Linked DNA regions of Sus scrofa: region 1 is linked to region 2. Evidence: chromatin contacts called from public HiChIP or PLAC-seq data. All regions are on one chromosome and are shown on one strand. The core of a region is the stretch at or near the end of the contact, and the rest is flanking DNA. Distances in the headings are between cores, read along the strand shown.

What was found. HiChIP or PLAC-seq counts read pairs in DNA pulled down with a chosen protein or histone mark.
Region 1: an H3K27ac HiChIP or PLAC-seq map of alveolar macrophages shows a contact between it and region 2. The contact joins two enhancer-like sites.

Annotation. Positions count from the first base shown.
Region 1 is chr17:50,735,689-50,738,388 of Sscrofa11.1, forward strand. No RefSeq gene overlaps it. Among named protein-coding and RNA genes, the nearest start is that of CSE1L, 7.9 kb to the right of the region's middle. Within about 2 kb of position 1,418, at least 30 of the 83 cell types and tissues checked have an H3K27ac peak or open chromatin away from gene starts, as enhancers often do. A contact at or near this core is called in alveolar macrophages, where this site is marked.
Region 2 is chr17:50,487,639-50,490,338 of Sscrofa11.1, forward strand. The region is part of intron 1 of PREX1 (phosphatidylinositol 3,4,5-trisphosphate-dependent Rac exchanger 1 protein); the gene reads right to left. Among named protein-coding and RNA genes, the nearest start is that of PREX1, 61 kb to the right of the region's middle. Within about 2 kb of position 1,408, at least 30 of the 83 cell types and tissues checked have an H3K27ac peak or open chromatin away from gene starts, as enhancers often do. A contact at or near this core is called in alveolar macrophages, where this site is marked.

The DNA.
Region 1 (2,700 bases), core at 168-2,667, 250 kb after region 2:
CCAGCATTGCCGTGAGCTGTGGTATAGGTCGCAGACGCGGCTTAGATCCTGCATTGCTGTGGTTCTAGCGTAGGCCAGTGGCTACGCTTCAATTTGACCTCTAGCCTAGGAACCTCCATCTGCTGTGGGAGCAGCCCAAGAAATGACAAAAAAACCAAAAAAAAAAAAAAGAGACAAATATATCACTCGTATGTGGAATCTAAAAAAAATGACACAAATGAACTTATTTATGAAACAGAAGTAGACATACTTATGATTACCAAAGAGGAAAGGGGGGAGGGAAGGATAATTTAGGAGCTTGGGATTTCCAGATACATACTACTATTTCTAAAACAGATAAACAAGGACTTACTAGTAAAGCACAGGGAACTATATATAATATCTTATAATAACCTCTAATGAAAAAGAATCTGAAAAAGATATATAGATAAATAGATCAGAGTCAGTTTGCTATACATCTGAAACTAACACAACACTGTAAATCAACTGTACCTCAGTTTTGTTTTTTGCCTTTTGTGTGTTTTTTTTTTGTTTTGTTTTTTTTTTTTGGTCTTTTTGCCTTTTCTAGGGCAGCTCCCGTGGCATGCTGAGGTTCCAGGGCTAGGGGTCTAATCCGAGCTGTAGCCGCCTGCCTATGCCAGAGCCATAGCAACACGGGATCCGAGCTACATCTGCCACTCACACCACAGGTCAGGGCAACGCCAGATCCCTAACCCATTGAGCAAGGCCAAGGATCGAACCCGAAATCCCATGGTTCCCAGTCAGGTTCGTTAACCACTGAGCCACAACAGGAACTCCTACCTCAGTTTTTTAAGTCATGACTTCTTAAGAGTTCCACACTTGTTCCTGCCTCAGGGCCTTTGCCCATGCTATTCCTCTGCCTGGAATGCCCTCTCTCTAGGTCACGTCATGCCAGTTCCTCCTCCTGGCTTCAACCCACATGCTAACTCCTTGTTCCCATTTTGATGTCCTCCTCTGAGCTCACTGCCATCTGCAGCAGTCTGCTTGCTGTGTCTCCCCCACTGGAATGGGGGCAGTGACCATGGCTGTTTTGTTTATGATAATCTCACCCACTGGAACACAGTACCAGATACAAAATTCTCTCAATGAATTTTTTTGGCGGGGAAGAGTACTGTGCTAGCAGCATGCAGAAATTCCCAGGTCAGGAATTGAACCCAAGCCACAGCATTAGTCTGCGCCACAGCAGTGACAATACTGAGTCCTTAACCAATAGGCCACGAGGGAACTCCCCACTCAATGAATTTAAGTGAAGGAAAAATGCAGAGCCTTTTTTTTTTTTTTTTTAGTTTTTTTTTTTTTTAAGTGGAAATTCTAGGATGATCATGGGACGGTTCACAAACTCAGGAATATTAGGTCATTTCCTGTGCTGTCTTGGTCATTTCCTTTCTTTCCGCTGGCAGTTCCACTCTCCATTTGCCTTGCTCAGCTTGAAGAGGAAGTTGCCGCCCAAAGACCCACTCCTCCATAGCCGCCATGACAGAAATTGGCCCCAGGCACCTGCTTCCCCTGAGAACATTGGGGAAGGTGCTCAATCTGCAACTCGAAGGTGCCCAAAGGGCTCCAGTTTGAGGCTCCACATTCCCTGGTCACACTTCCCCTTCCCCTCCACCAAAGAAGAAGGGAAAGAGAATTTTATTCCCTCTGTTAGGCTTCCCTTTTGGTCATTTTATAGGCGCTTGCCATTTCAGCCATTGTTCAGCCTGTTTTCCCCCTGTCATTTCTGTGACAGCACCCAGCAGCAGAGCAGTGATCAAAGGAAGAATGATCATTTGCATTTTGCTCTGCTCACATCATCCCCTTTAATCCTCAGGACAGCTCCGTAAGGTAGGTACTTATTATCATCATCACACCCCATTTTTTATATGGGGCTCGAGAGGAGAACGAACTTGTCCAAAGCCACACAGATTCAAAGCCCTGCAGTCTGGCTCTAGAGCCCTCTACCCCACATCACCTCTCAGTGCTTGAGAGCCGTTAGCTCCTGCCTCATCTCCCTCCTCCACTGCCTCTTTGATGCTCCTTTGAGTCCCTCCCTAAGGAGGGGTCTCACACCGAGAAGGGCTGCTTCCTGTGCTGGGGAACAAACAGTTGTAGATCAAGGGGACACTGGCTCCAGAAGGCTGGGAGCACAGCCCTCTACTGACATCTGCCGGTTCTGGGGCAGAAATACAAATGTTGGGCTCACAGCCACTAAGCCTCAAAGTTATATGCCAGGCTAATAAACTTGCGAATAAAACATGCTCTTGGAGTTCCTGTCGTGGCGCAGTGGTTAACGAATCTGACTAGGAACCATGAAGTTGCAGGTTCGATCCCTGGCCTCGCTCAGTGGGTTAAGGACCCAGCGTTGCCGTGACCCGTGGTGTAGGTCGCAGACGCGGTTTGGATCCCACGTTGCTGTGGCTCTGGTGTAGGCCGGTGGCTACAGCTCTGATTTGACCCCTAGCCTGGGAACCCCCATATGCCGTGGGAAGCGGCCCTAGAAAAGACAAAAAAAAAAATGTTCTAACCTCCTTCTTTGGTAAATATCTTTGTAATACCTGGAAGTCCAGGTTCAAAAGTTGAATTATCAAGAAATAAAAATGGACAATAGAAATTCGAATTCTCAGGCTCCCCAGAGTTCCATGCCAGATCCGAGCAGCAGGGGGAGAATTGGCCTTTGTCCTGCAGCCTTCCTCCTCCGTC
Region 2 (2,700 bases), core at 158-2,657:
GTGGCCCAACAGCCTCCTGCCACAGGGCCTTTGCACTGGCTGTCCCCTATGCCTGTCCCCAAGTGGCCACCCAACGCATGTCCTTCCCTCCTCCAGGTCTTTGCTCCAACATCTCCTCCTCAATAAGCCCACCCCTGATCACTCTACTTACAGCTGCCACATCTTCCCAGTACCCACCCCCCCTTACCCTGTGCCATTTTTTTCCATAGCACTTATCACTCGCTAACACTCTAGACTTTTCTTAATGCAAACTCAGTGGAGATGAGGGCTTTTGTCTGTCTTGTGCACTGCTGCATCCCCAGCACGTGGTATATAATAAATGGTCAATAAATTGCTTGCAGGTACAAGGAGGTAGCTTATCACAGAATTGACTTTCTTATTTTCTGCATTTTGATCCTTTTAATGTTATGAGCATGTGTTTGTTCTCTTTACAATTTAAAATTAAGGCACAACTAGAAGTCTGGCTGTAAAAGCCAAGTGGGGCTGATCCCTAAGCCAGGGGGGGTCTGATGTCCAAAGGATGGCATATAAATGACCCAGGGAGCTTTTCAAAAAGCACGTTTGCCCAGGAGGTGTACCAGGAAGTGCTGACGGGATTCAAGAGCTTTGGGAAAGCCAGGGAACCTGTGCCTTTGTAGAAGCTCCCAGATATGTGAAGGGCTCAAGGGAGCATGGGAAACTCAGGAGCGGGCAGGTAGTCAAGGAGGGCTGCTCAGAAGAGGAGGACAGAGAGCATCCCGACAAACAACCAAGATCAGACCAAGCCGATTCCTGGGCGCTGCCACTCAAGGGCTCCAAATCAGTGGGATGGATAGAGCCTAGACATCTGCATTCGTAACGCACTAGCCCAGGGGCCTGGGACAGGCACCAAAGTTTAGGATCTAAAATCAACATAAGAAAACTGGCAATCACGTATTCCAACAGCATCCACATGAATACTCTGGTGTGTCACCATCAACAGTTTCTTTTGGTGCAGTTCTGAAGGCATGGCTGCCATCACAGGCTGCACATAATCAGGCGTGTCACCTTTTCCTTGGTCTGTGGCAGCCGGAGCAGGGGGGCGTGCCTGGTCACCTTACCATTTCCCCATTTGGGGACATTTAGGTTGTTTCCAACGATGAGTTCTCACACACGGGGCTTTGGTGAACATCACGGTGTACAAGTGTGTGGGGTTTTTCCCCGTGCCGAGGACTTTTTCTCGGACCCCGTTTTCAGCGTGGGATCCCAGGGGGTCCCAGGGCAACATGCTGTGTCGCTGAAGGGTCTGCCTCAATTGACTGCCCTCAAAAGTTGCCCGAAGCCACGAGGCAGAGCCTTACCAGAGGTGCAGCCCCTCCACACCCCACAGAGGAGGAACCGAGGCCCAGACGGCAAAGCGTCGTGGCCGAGGCCCCCTGGGAAATGACTCAGCACTGGATGCTGTCCTGAGTGAGTCACCAACATGAGGTCACAGGACCCTCGCCACGACCCTGCGGGCCTGGGCCGAGGGCCCCAAGCTGCAAGCAGGGGCGCTTAGGAAGCACGTTTCCACATTGTCATCACCTGTGCTCGATTGTCCTACAAAAATTTGTCCACCCACCTCCTTGAGCAAAATCAGGGCTCCAATGCACGCCCTATGGCAGAGCCCTTCCTGGTGACAACCCAGCCCTGGTCCCTGGGACACTGGGTGACAGGCAGCCACAGGCCTGGCTGGGCTCTGCCTGCCAGAGAGATGCCCCAGCCCCGTGGACCAGGGCCCGGGGCCAAGTCCTCGGGAAAACGGCAGAGGAGGAATGCCTGAAGGAAGGCACAAGTCTGCAGAGACCTGGGTGGCCCTGAAGCTTGGCCCGGCCACCAGCCACGAGCCGTGCGACGCAGACCCAGAACCCTGGACTCAGCTCCACACGAACACCTCGGTTCCCTTTTTCTCTTTGCGGAATTTCCTGCCACATCAAGCTAAAAAGGAAGTCAGCGTCCCAGAGGGAGGAATGGTGACGGCAACACTCATCATTTTGTGTCTGCTGAGGAAAGAGGAAGAGGCCGCTCGGGCTGGCCTGGGGCTCATCTGCCCAGGGCCGTCCAGCCAGAGGTGGCCACATGGCAGCGTGCCAGGGCAGATGGAGAAGTCATCTGAAGAAACCAAACAAGTCTACTCAGAAACTGTGATTCCAGAGGCGAGTCACTTGCTGCTTCGCTGGCCTCGGTTTTACTCATCTGTAAAACGGGCCAACGGTATTTCCCTCAAGGGCTATTATGAAGAGTTAAATAAGAGAATATCTGCAAGCACTTGCTGGCCCAGGGCCCGGCACACAGTAGGTGCTGCATGAATGTCCCTAACCATGATTAAGTCCAAGCTTTTCATCCTGGCATCTGGTTACCACCTCCTGCCAACATCTCGGGGCTGAATCCCTGCCCCCTGGCCTCCCAGGGCCCTGCACTCACTCCTACCTTGGTCTCACTAACCACAGCACGCCAGCAGCACACCCCGCACAAAAGTGACTTTCTTAGGACAGAATCTCCCAAGATTCTTTCAGCAAGTGTCTACAGAGGGGGTACACATGGCCTGAGGCCCGTGCGAAGTGGGGGAGTGAGCCGTGAGGACATCCAGATGCACGTGAAGGACAGACACACGCAGCACGAACGGAGCCTGCATGAGTCCAGCCCAGGGCTGGTGGGGGCGGGTGGGGGACTCACCCGGGGGACCATGTGGCAGTGGGAGAA